Regions from separate parts of the Sus scrofa genome. Here all the other regions are linked to region 4. The links are chromatin contacts, called in public HiChIP or PLAC-seq and promoter capture Hi-C maps. All regions are on one chromosome and are shown on one strand. Each heading gives the region's core, a stretch centred on a gene start, on an enhancer-like site or on the middle of the called end of the contact. The rest is flanking DNA. Distances are from core to core; before and after follow the strand shown. Region 1 holds the start of PSMA3 (proteasome subunit alpha type-3). Region 2 holds the start of TMEM260 (transmembrane protein 260). Region 3 holds the start of ACTR10 (actin-related protein 10). Region 4 holds the start of AP5M1 (AP-5 complex subunit mu-1).

Region 1 (2,700 bases), core at 46-2,545, 910 kb before region 4:
ACTAGTAACAGGCTCTCTCATTGGCTGTTCTTCCAACCAATAGTTTTCCTCTCTGTGGCTTGTTCCTGGATCCTTACCCACAGAACAGAGAATTGTGGGGAAAGGGGGTGGGGAATGCGCGTAGCGGGCAACGCGCCTGTGCAGAAGCAGCGGAGGTCGGGTTAAGCAGGACTGATTCCTTCCTCTTCGGTTTCTCTCCGGAGGGTTGTCGGGGGACTTTGAGTCTTCCAATTGCTTGAAAAGCTGCTCCAGTCTGTTTCCTAGGAGTTATCTCTTCTCCTTCGCTTTTTCTTCCCTATTCTTTCTTAAAGCAAAGTGGAGAGATGTTCTTATACTCTTCCAAAGGCCAAAGGAAATGGTAGAGGAGGCGTCTCCACGCTTGACGTCCTGATTGTAACCCAGTTATCTTGATGGCGTCCCCTTTATCCACCCCTCCTCACAAGCAGGAAGGAAGATGGACTCTAAGGGTATCAGCTTTGAGCTCAGATCGGAGTTTTACAGAAGAATTAGTACTTTTTCATATAACTACTTAATAGAATTAAGAATAAGACTGAAGATTATTTTAACTCAGTATTCAGTTAAACACTGCTGATAAGACTTAAGAATTTGTACATAAACTATAATAAAAAATTCTTTAAACGGTAAAGAAGACATGACCTCCCCTCTTAATGAGTTTACATTTAGTGGGAGGAAATAGACAACAAAGAGTAAATAGGCAAAATAGTTGCACCACGTGGTAAAAAAGAGACAATGGAAGTTTGAACTTTAGACCTATTTATTAGGGAATTACTTTGTAAAAGGGGGATATTTAAACTGAAACTTGGGATTGTTATGGGAGTATAATTCCAGTTCCAAGGCTGTCGGAACTGTCGGGTCAGTATGGCCTGTCATAGTGATTAAGTGGTGAGAGTGACAGGAAGTGAAATCAGAGAGGTGGACACGGGGTCAGATCTTGTAGTGGTTTGGATTTTAATCTCCGATTTTAAATGGAAAACCATCAGCATTTTTAACTGCTAAATACTTCTGTGTGTATTTCCCCAAAAAAGAACATTATTTTACATGCCCACAGTACAACTATGAAAATCAGAAAATGTATAATGCTTTTTTCTAATCTACAGGCTTTATTTAGATTTTGGCAAATCTCTCAATAATGCTCTTCATAGCAAAAGAAAATACAAGATAACACACTGCATGCAGTTGTCATGTCTCTAGTCTCCTTTAATCTGGAAAATAATTTAATGTTTCTTTATGTTTCATGGCATTAACACTTTTGAAAAATACAAGCCATTTCCTTTGCAGGGTATTCCAAAGTTCAGGTTTGTATGACTTTTTTTGCATGATTAGATTCAGGTGATGCATTTTTGTCAGGAATACCACAGAAGTAACCTTGTATTTCTATTAGGAGGCACATGCTGTCATTTGTGTCCTTATTGATGATGTTAACTTTGATCACTTAAGATTTCTCCACTATAGTTTCTATCTTGCTCTTTGTAGTTAATGAATACCTTGTGAAGAAATACCTTGAGGCTATGTAAATATCCTGCTACTCCTCAATCTTACACCCGCTAGTTATAGTATCCTGTGATTCTTATTTGAATCAATTATTATGATAATGGTTGCCAAATGGTGATTTTCTAATTCCATCATTCCTTCCACAGTTACTGGCTTTCTTCTGTAAGGTTATCAGTAGGTTTTTAAGCAGACTGATAGATCTAATTTAGTTATTAAATGATCTCTCTTGCCTCTGTGTGAGGAGTGATGAATACAAGGAAGGATAGAAGCACAGAGAATAGTTGGAAAGCTATTGCAGTCCTGTGGTCAAGCCATAATGGAGAGTGTGTAGAGTGGTGGCAGTGGAGGTGGAAATATGTGGATGGATTTTAGATATGTAGGGCTTGCTGAAAAATTGGATTAGAAAGTAAAGGAGAAAGAGGAAATTCAATTGCTTCTTCCTGCTAATTAAGCACCATAATTAAAGTTAGTTCTTATTCTTAAACAAATAGATAGAAGAAAGGATTTGGATATTCTTGGAAGACTAGCGTTTAATTTGCCTAATCCTCACTGAAATATTCTGGTTGCAATTTTTCATGCGAGATCCTGAGTTAGACCATTGTGGGCCAAGAAAGTGCGGAGGGAAGTTAAAAAGAGTTCACCCTGAAAGTAGATTATAAGCAGTCCAAACTTGTTTAGGGAGCCAGTTAAACTTTTAACAGGATTTGAGTGCCTAATGGTCTTTGTCTATTCACTAATAATTAAGAATTTGAAGCTCTTTCTGAACTTGTTAGTTTAACTGCTTACTTGGGGGCTGGATTGTTGATTTATCTTGTAACTCAGAAGAATGCATTGAATTGTGTGGCCTGAGGATCTTGACTAGTGCCTGATTCATTAGCGGATTTAAAAAGTATGAGTATGAATGCATTTATTTTAATTACTTTACTTTTGGAAATAGTGCATATAAAATTGCTGTGTAATTTACACATATCATTCTTAAAAGGTGATAAAACTTTTGAGATTATCATAGTCTGTTTTATACTTCCACTTATTAGAATACATAACAGTGCTTTTACACATGGTAGGTGCTTAATAAATGTGTTGAAAATGCAGATAAATACAAATTCACTTACCAGTTACATTCTGCCAAGTTATAAAATAGTCAGAATAAACCAGAGTTTGCAATTGCAAGAAAAAATTGTTAGTCAA
Region 2 (2,700 bases), core at 68-2,567, 610 kb after region 4:
GCTTACAGAGAAACCTATGTGGCAAAGAACTGGATGGAGCTTAGAAGCTAATCCCCACCAAATAGAACCTTGAGAGGTCAGCAACCTCCCCTCCTGAGTTAGGGAACCCACTCAAACTGCACCCACATTCCTGATCCACAGAAAATGTGAGCTAACAAACTTTTGCTGTTTTAAGCCACTAAATTTTGGAGTATCTTGTAATTCAGCAACTAATGCACTCAGTTTTTCTCGGATTACTACCCAAAGTTACGGCACCATTATGACAAAACTACTCATCATTATTAGGCATTATTGGATGGCCACTGAATTTGGCAGCAAAACAAAACCCACGTCTTGTCTCTCATCCCAAATACATAACTATTTTTCACATGATTTAAATGGCCGATGACTCAAGCTTTTCTGTTTAATAGGAGCAGCTTGCATTAAGCCGAAACTGGCTTCCATTCCTTTAAGCATTCTCCAGCAAATATTCTGCAAGTTTGGTCCCCTTTCAACATCAGGTTTCAACTAAAATACCACCTCCTCAGAGGCCTTTCCCGACTAGCCATTTTGGTGAAGCCATTACCTAGCCCACTGTCAACCACATTTCCTTCTGTCTCCATTAACTTCTCACTACTCACTATGTAGTGGTTTATTCAGCAGTTTGTATATTGCCACTCTCCATGACACTGTTCACCACTCCTGTTATTCCTTTTATCTGTTACACGATAAGGACCCAACAAGTAATATTTGCGGGCTAAAAAGAAATGGAAAACAAAAACTCAGGTCCAGGAAAAATGATCTAGAGAAACGGAGAGGTTGGTAAAGTACCCATCAGGCAAAACCAACAATACCCGGCTTGAAAGCCTGAGAACTAGAGACCAGGATTACAAGAAAGTTACAGGAATGGAAACAGAAGTTGGTTCTGGGACTTAAAGCCCTGCAGGGGCCCGGGCAAGTGGATGAAGGGGTGCGGACCTAGTGAGGACAGTGCGGACCAGCGACGAGCAGGAGGGACGACCCAGAGAGTACTTTACCCGAGTCGCCCCCCGGCACCGAAGGGGGCAGCGTGAGGGTGAACACCGCGGCCACAGCGGCGAACACGGCGACGCCGCCACGGAGGCCCCTGGAGCGCCGTGGCCCCACTCGGGCTGCCGGCCCCTCGGCCAGGCCCCCGCCGTCTCCATGGAGACCCATGCGTCAGAGGAACCGAGAAAGGAGGACGCGTGGTACCCCAGGACTAGGAGCTTCACTGTGCCCCTAGGCGAGAGCCCAGCGCGTTGCGCGGCGGCTGCGGCGGCTTCCGGGTCGGTCCGGGTGGGCGGGACGCACCTTTCTGCGCCGGCGCGGGGGGCAAAAACCGCCCAGCCTCGCGGGACTAGGCCTGGGCAGCCTTCTGGCGGCGCACGGCGCATCGGGGTTTACAGAAGTATAACTTGCTTCCCAGTAGCGCATCACAGGAGACACCCTTCCTTTAGGAAACCAAGCCTCGCCCAGGGTCGTCGTCTCTATGGCCTCCTCCCTTCCCGGTGACTTGGTCGGAGCTGACAGAGACGGGAGGGGGGTTGCAAAGCGGGCGTGCGAAAGGGCCGCGACTGCCCCCAGCGGTGTGGGGTGGAACTACACTAAGGGCCCCAGACTGTGAGCCTGAGGATCCGTGTGCGCAGTGTAAGCCTCATATGTTTACTACGAGTAATTATAAACCTGTATGCTAATTGTTCAATCGCTGAGTTATTTTCAAAGGTTAAAATAAGCTAGGTTGGTTTTTATTTTTTGGGTTTTTTTAGTAGCATGAGGAGAACTAGGGAGATGTGAAACTTGAGTTTCTGTAGTGATACAAATAATTCATGTCATGGTAAAAAGAACTCCTTTACTGAAGAGGTGTATTTGGTGGAGCTTTGACCACACACTGGGAATGAAACCAAGACACTGCATTTTCCAGTTAGCTGCAACACAAAAAAGGAATGGGGAGTTCCCATCATGGCGCAGTGGTTAATGAATCCGACTAGGAACCATGAGGTTTCAGGTTCGATCCCTGGTCTTGCTCAGTGGGTTAAGGATCCGGCTTTGCTGTGGCTGTGGCATAGACCAGCAGCTGTGACTCCGCTTAGACCCCTAGTTTGGGAACCTCCACATGCCGCCGGAGCGGCCATAAAATAGTAAAAAAAAAAAAAAAAAAAAAAAAAGGAATGGGAACTCTTGAGACCACCTCATAGCACATTCTTGGTAAGATCTTTAGTAAGATCTTTAAGCTCAGATTGTACATTATTATATGGATTATTCTGGAGGGGGAGGGGAGGAGAGCAGCCTCCCTGGAATGCATCTCAAAATACAGTGAAGATCATTGACAATCTAGGACATGTTACAAGCAATCTGACAGGAACACAGAATCGCAAATGTAGAGTAACTAATACACATCTGCATAGATTGGCAGACGTTATGCCAGCATCTTAGGTATTTACATAATGCTTCCTCGGCTATATCGTGGGTCCCTGGGGGGCAGGTAGGCAGCTTCTAAAATGGCTCCCAATAATCCCCTACTCCTGGTACTGACTCCCTTATGTGATCCTCTCCCCGTATGGGGGGTGGGGTCGGGGGGGAGTGGGCTGAATCTAGTGACTCACTTCTATCCATAGAATAAGGTGAAAGTAACAGTTGTCCCTTTGGAGATTAGGTTATAAACCACAGGCTTCCATCTTGCTAACTCTCCCCCTGATGGGC
Region 3 (2,700 bases), core at 120-2,619, 880 kb before region 4:
CTGAGCCATGATGGGAACTCCCCAATTCTTAAATAGGCTCTTTTGATGCCTTATTCAACAAATAGTTATGTAACTACATACTATATATTAGGCACTATTTAGAGATATATAAAAAATTTTCTCAGATGATTCCACTTCAGATATATCTAAGATGGAATTCTGGCTGTCACTTGCCTGTATCTTGAACCTAGTACAAGGGCTTTCAACCTGGTGTCCAAGAACCACTGTGAAGGTCCATCAATCTCTGAAGTTTCATGCAAATCATTTAAGATTTTTGTATTTGTGGTTTTGCCTAGTCAAAGGGATCTATGCCACCCTTACAGTTGAGACCATTACTCCACTGTTTACAAGTTGTCTCTTAAAACATGTTAAATTTACTAATCTAAGAGTTGAGCGGTAGAGAGAGCCATAAAGGCTCTCCAGAGTCTTATCTATACAGTTTCACTTCATTATATCTTGAGCCACTCTAATTTGACTTCCTATTCTTCAGAAGCAACAGCCCTGTCTTAAACATATTTGAATTTCCAGCATGAACAAAAGCTCGGAACAGCCCTGTCTTAAACATATTTGAATTTCCAGCATGAACAAAAGCTCGGCTCAATACGTGTTTAATAATGGAGATCGTCATCAGGCATTACAGTTCGGCTGCCACCTTCCTAGGCATATAAGCCCAGGGTAAGCCGGGTCTAGGTCATCGCTGTCATCCCCTGCATAAATGACCCCAAAGGGTCTGTTCAGTTTGGGGTGACGACCTAGGGCGGCGAAGGCAATTCTCCCGAAGCCTCCAGGGCCTCTAGGAGTCAGAACCTGACCATCCCACAGGATCCTAGGGATTCGCACCGCCCACAGTGAGAGTAAAAAGGGGCGTCATTTGCGGAGGTCCTGGGGGAAGAAGTGTCGACCTAGCAAGCCGCCTCTCGAGTACCCGGGCTGGGCCTGGGGTTCGGCTACCCGCCCTCCCCTCAGGACGACCGCAGCCGGCGCCACAGCCACTCACTTGGTAAAAGCCTCTCCCAGGTCTATCACGACCGCCGTTTTCTCCCCGCCGCTCCCCAGGCCCTCGTAGAGCGGCATGGTTGTAAACAAGCTGGTGCAAAGAGGACGCGGACTCGGCGGCCGCCGGGCCTCGGCTCTTGGGGGGCGGGGCGGAGCGACGGTGCACGGGCGGTGGCGGCGACGGCGGGGGCCTCGCGTGGCCGCGGCGCGCCGGGCTGGGATGCCCCAGGCTGTGCCTCACTCCGCGTCGGTCCTCAACACTCTCAGGCGCCCCCGTTTTCGGACTAGGGAGGAAGGCGAGCGGGCGGCCGCTAATCCGGAGGTGGGGGATGCAGAGGACCAAGGCGATCAGGCGCGTCGGGCGCCCCGGGATGGGGCGGAGCCAACTCCGGGTCCTTCCCTCCGGACACGCCCTCAAGTAGCGCCGGGATCGAGGTCTTTCCCATCGTTCTTGTGGACCTTTTCTAGACCTTTTAGTGCCGCAGCAGCTGAGAGACGATACAACCCAAAAGCTTCGTTTCGTGCAGTCTTGGAGTAAAGGCCAAGTGTTCTGCCTATCATTTATTCTTCGCAAGGAATGCCAAGAATAGGTGTTACTTTTTTACCTGTTCGAACCGTAGGAATGTTCCCATAGCAAAGCCAAGGTTGGACCCCTAGTCTTTCTGATTTCAAAAACTATACTGCTGATGCCTTAAGGAATAACACACACAGAATTTTATTTGGTAGTCATTTTGCTGAAAATTAATTTTAATGTGAAAGAAAGCAGTTCAAGTAGCATCTACAAATCTGTGGAGGAACAATCAAGGTGGTTTAATGGAAGGAACAATGAACCAAGGGTTCTTTTTTTTACACTAAACCTAGTAGCTGTGTAACCCGAGAAAAGTTAGTAAACTGTCTTTCTGTGCCAGTCTGAACAACAAAATAAGAGTTCCCTGATAGGATTGTTTACATCCTGTCATTTCACAGCTCTATTTTTTTTTTTTTCTTTCTCTCTCTCTTTGTCGATCTCTCTTTCTCTTTCTTTCTTTCTTTTTAGGGCTGCACCCGCAGCAATGAAGTTCCCAGGCTAGGGGTCTAATTGGATTTGTAATTACCTGCCTTCACCACAACTCACCTGCAGCCGGATCCTTAACCCACTGAGCAAGGCCAGGGATCTAGCCTGCCTCCTCATGGATACTAGTCACATGGAGGTTCTCAGGCTAGGGGTCAATTGGAGCTGTAGCTGCTGACCTGTGTAGCTCCAGATCCAAGCCATGTCTGCTGAGCTACTACAGAAATTCCACAGCTCTATTTTTTTCTTTCTTTTCTTCCTCTTTCTCTTTCGTCTTTTTAGGGCCAAACCCTCAGCACATGGAAGTTCCCGTGCTATGGCTGAAATTGGAGCTGCAGCTGCCACTCTACACCAACCACAGCAATTCCGGATCCCAGCCACTAATTCAACCTACGTGGGAGCTCACAGCAATGCCAGATCCTTAACCCACTGAGTGAGGCCAGGGATCAAACCTAGTCCTCATGAATACTAGTCAGGTTCTTACTGCTGATCCACAAAGGGGAACACAGAGACTATAATGCTTTGACTCATCCTTTTTCTTTTCTTTCTTTCTTTCTTTCTTTCTTTTTCTTTCTTTTTCTTTCTTTTTGTTGTTGTTGTTGTTGTTGCTATTTTAGGGCCACACTGGCAGCATATGGAGGTTCTCAGGCTAG
Region 4 (2,700 bases), core at 193-2,692:
ATAAGAGGTACCTGTGAGAGGGAGGGAAACAGCAAAAATAAAGATATCAAAGGGAATACATAAGTAAAGCAGGAGAACCTTGGATAGATGGACCAATGACACTGAGGATTATTAAAGATTATTATTAACTTGCTAAGGTACAACAACAACAAATAGATGCCAAGTATCCCAGAGAAAATGGTAAACTCCAAGTCTTGATGCCTTTAGTAACAATTGTTTAAGTTGCAAAGAAGGAATTTTTCACATACATGTTGTCTACCACTTTTCAATCATCTTTATCAGCCTCAATCTCAATTCAGAGCTAGCTACTTCACTACAAAACTTTTTTGAGGGAAGAATGAATGTTTTCAAGAAAGAACTGTCCATAACAGAGAATAAAAGGTGAAAAAGATTTCTCAGTTGCCACCCACATTTTACAAGGGGTTATTGTATATTTCTCTTCAGAGCTACTTTGATAAAATGTGGCAAATTCTAAAAGTGGAACCAGATTATCATTTAAGAAAAAGTGAATTCAATTTAATTTTTCGTGATTTTTCAATTTTCTCCATCAACTAGGGACTTTCAAGTAAATTACTTGAGAATTTCTAGGAATGAAACATAGTAAGATGAAAATAATAGTCTGATACTCCTCAGCAAGGATTTTCCAAAATGGGTTAAAATGTCCTTGAATAATTTTTATTAATGAAAGTAAAAAATCTAAAACATGTTTACTGGTCAGTAAGTTTCCTTTCGTCATCTCCGTGTCAATCTTATGCAAATGGAGTCAAGATACAGTAATACTAATATTAGAAAATACATAATACTTAAAATGTGCTAGGCATCAACTCACTTCTCACAAACACTACGAGATAGTAGTATTACAATTTCCATTTAACAGAGGAAACAGGGGCTAAATAACTTGCCCTGGTGTGGGACCAGGGGTACATAGTATCACAAAACTATGCTACACCATCCATCCATTCGATCCAACAAGCCTGAGGATTCAGATTTGCATTTACCTGGAGAATTTGATGGTGCCACATGGTGAAGTTCCTGGTTCGTGGCTTATAAGCCACACTGCCCGCTGGGCCATGATAAACCACTAAGGCATCAGTTCATCTCTAAGGTGGCCACGGAGGAAGAGCGCAGACCGGCTTTCTCAGGCGTACTCTTACCAAAAGCCCTGAGGTTCACGCATTCACAAAAAGGTCGGGCTCATCAGGGAAACTAGTTCCTTCAGGTGAAGTGACTAAAACCTCTGAGTCCCTCCTGGCCAACACACGCCCCCAAAATTCTGCAATTCCGCAGTGAAAATCTTCAGAAACTTATTTATCCCTAGCAACCCAAGTACTTTCTTCCTCTTTAGTCCACTTCCGGGACGGTGGCCCGTAAGGTTCAAGGTTCCTCACTCGCCCGCGCGACGAGCCTCCGCGGCTTGCCCGCTGCTCACCTCCTCCGGGCCCCTCCCGACAGCCCCCCGGGCTCGCGCAGCTCCACTTCCGGCGTACGAGGCGGAGACAATGGGAGCGGCGCGGGCGGCGCCAGGAGGCCGCTGACAGGAGTCTACGGCTTCGTTTCATGGCCGCAGTACGGCCCCGCCTGGGCTCTGAGCAGAGCAGGGCAGTCCGCGGCGGCCGGGAGCCGGAGCTGGCGACCCGAGCAGGAACCTGTGCCCGGCGCCGCTGAGGCGCAGCATGTGAAGAGGAGACGGCATCCACTGCGAGACGAGCCTCTCAGCCGGCCGGCATGGCCACGACGGCCGAGCTCTTCGAGGTGGGTCCCCGCGGCTCCTCAGGGAGTCGCAGGCCCGGGGTGCAGGCATTGAGGTGGGTGGGCAGAGGATCAGGCGGTCGCCGCTGCCCGGGAGCAGCCCTCGGAAGGAAGGTGTGAATGCGAAGTGGTGGGGTGGCGGCTCTGGTGGCAGCGCGGGCGGAGCGTGGAATGGGGGAGGGGTGGCCTGGGGGTCGGGGTGGGGAGGTGGGCAGGGGAGCGAGCCCGAAGTCCCAACCCAGGAGGGTTGGTTTTGTCCACCCTGCTGGACGGCGGCCTCGCGGGTTTGGGCGAAGGATGATGAGCTCGGCAGTCGGATGGGAAGGGCTGACTCAGGGCACGGGAAGAGGAGCGTGACCCAAGTCGGGCGAGTCCGATTTTGTCCCGTAGGATCCCCGCGTAATAGTCTAGCTCCCGCCACCCACCCTTCAGATTGGGACCATTGGGTGTTTCTCGTGGTGGAGTAATGACTCCGTTAGCCGGTATTAGAAGTGGCACTCACAGGCCTGCCAGTTTACCCTTCCTTTGAAAGGCTGTGGTATTTTTTAGGGCAATAAAGACCTCCTAAATCCTTCCGACCGAAGGAAGGCAACACTAAGATTAACATTTGGGTTCAGGTCTTGAGGAATTGAAATGCACTATTAACGCCCCCCTAATGTGTTTCCTGGACCGTTTTCAGTCTCTAAAATTTAAAATTCAATTTAGAGAAATCCAATATTAGAAGCTGTGCTGTTTGAGAAAATAGAATAGAAAAATTGTAATGGGACCACCAAACAATGAAACGTATAGGGTATCTCCTCTTGTGAAAGAAATGAAAACGGATATGGAGGAACAGGAAGGAAGGACCCTTTTTGTGTGTGCTTGTGCTTCGTATTGAATAACAAAAGTGTAAGTAATAATTGAGGAGGCTGCAGCCGACAATAGAGAATATCTCCAGAAGTGAAAATTGGA

What was found. Promoter capture Hi-C pulls out the DNA fragments that hold promoters and counts their contacts. HiChIP or PLAC-seq counts read pairs in DNA pulled down with a chosen protein or histone mark.
Region 1: an H3K27ac HiChIP or PLAC-seq map of alveolar macrophages shows a contact between it and region 4. The contact joins the promoter of PSMA3 here to the promoter of AP5M1 in region 4. A contact is called at or near these places in 1 of 5 promoter capture datasets (liver), 1 of 47 Hi-C or Micro-C datasets (liver) and 1 of 2 datasets of contacts at active chromatin or transcription factors (alveolar macrophages).
Region 2: a promoter capture Hi-C map of liver shows a contact between it and region 4, with 8 times the contacts expected there. The contact joins the promoter of TMEM260 here to the promoter of AP5M1 in region 4. A contact is called at or near these places in 3 of 5 promoter capture datasets (fetal liver, fetal skeletal muscle and liver) and 2 of 2 datasets of contacts at active chromatin or transcription factors (alveolar macrophages and skeletal muscle).
Region 3: a contact with region 4 is called in a promoter capture Hi-C map of liver, with 6 times the contacts expected there. The contact joins the promoter of ACTR10 here to the promoter of AP5M1 in region 4. A contact is called at or near these places in 1 of 5 promoter capture datasets (liver) and 1 of 2 datasets of contacts at active chromatin or transcription factors (alveolar macrophages).

The regions. Positions count from the first base shown.
Region 1 is chr1:187,340,826-187,343,525 of Sscrofa11.1, reverse strand. It overlaps PSMA3 (proteasome subunit alpha type-3), which reads right to left and starts at 1,295. Exons shown (of 11, transcript XM_001927990.5): 1 at 1-1,295.
Region 2 is chr1:185,820,114-185,822,813 of Sscrofa11.1, reverse strand. TMEM260 (transmembrane protein 260) reads right to left here and starts at 1,317. Exons shown (of 14, transcript XM_013993447.2): 1 at 1,017-1,317. The coding sequence starts at 1,176. LOC110262235 (a long non-coding RNA gene) reads left to right here and starts at 1,312. Exons shown (of 3, transcript XR_002347053.1): 1 at 1,312-1,647.
Region 3 is chr1:187,306,152-187,308,851 of Sscrofa11.1, reverse strand. It overlaps ACTR10 (actin-related protein 10), which reads right to left and starts at 1,369. Exons shown (of 13, transcript XM_003353492.4): 1 at 998-1,369. The coding sequence starts at 1,074.
Region 4 is chr1:186,428,896-186,431,595 of Sscrofa11.1, reverse strand. It overlaps AP5M1 (AP-5 complex subunit mu-1), which reads right to left and starts at 1,442. Exons shown (of 8, transcript XM_001927783.5): 1 at 999-1,442. The coding sequence starts at 1,072. EXOC5 (exocyst complex component 5) reads left to right here and starts at 1,390. Exons shown (of 19, transcript XR_002347074.1): 1 at 1,390-1,752.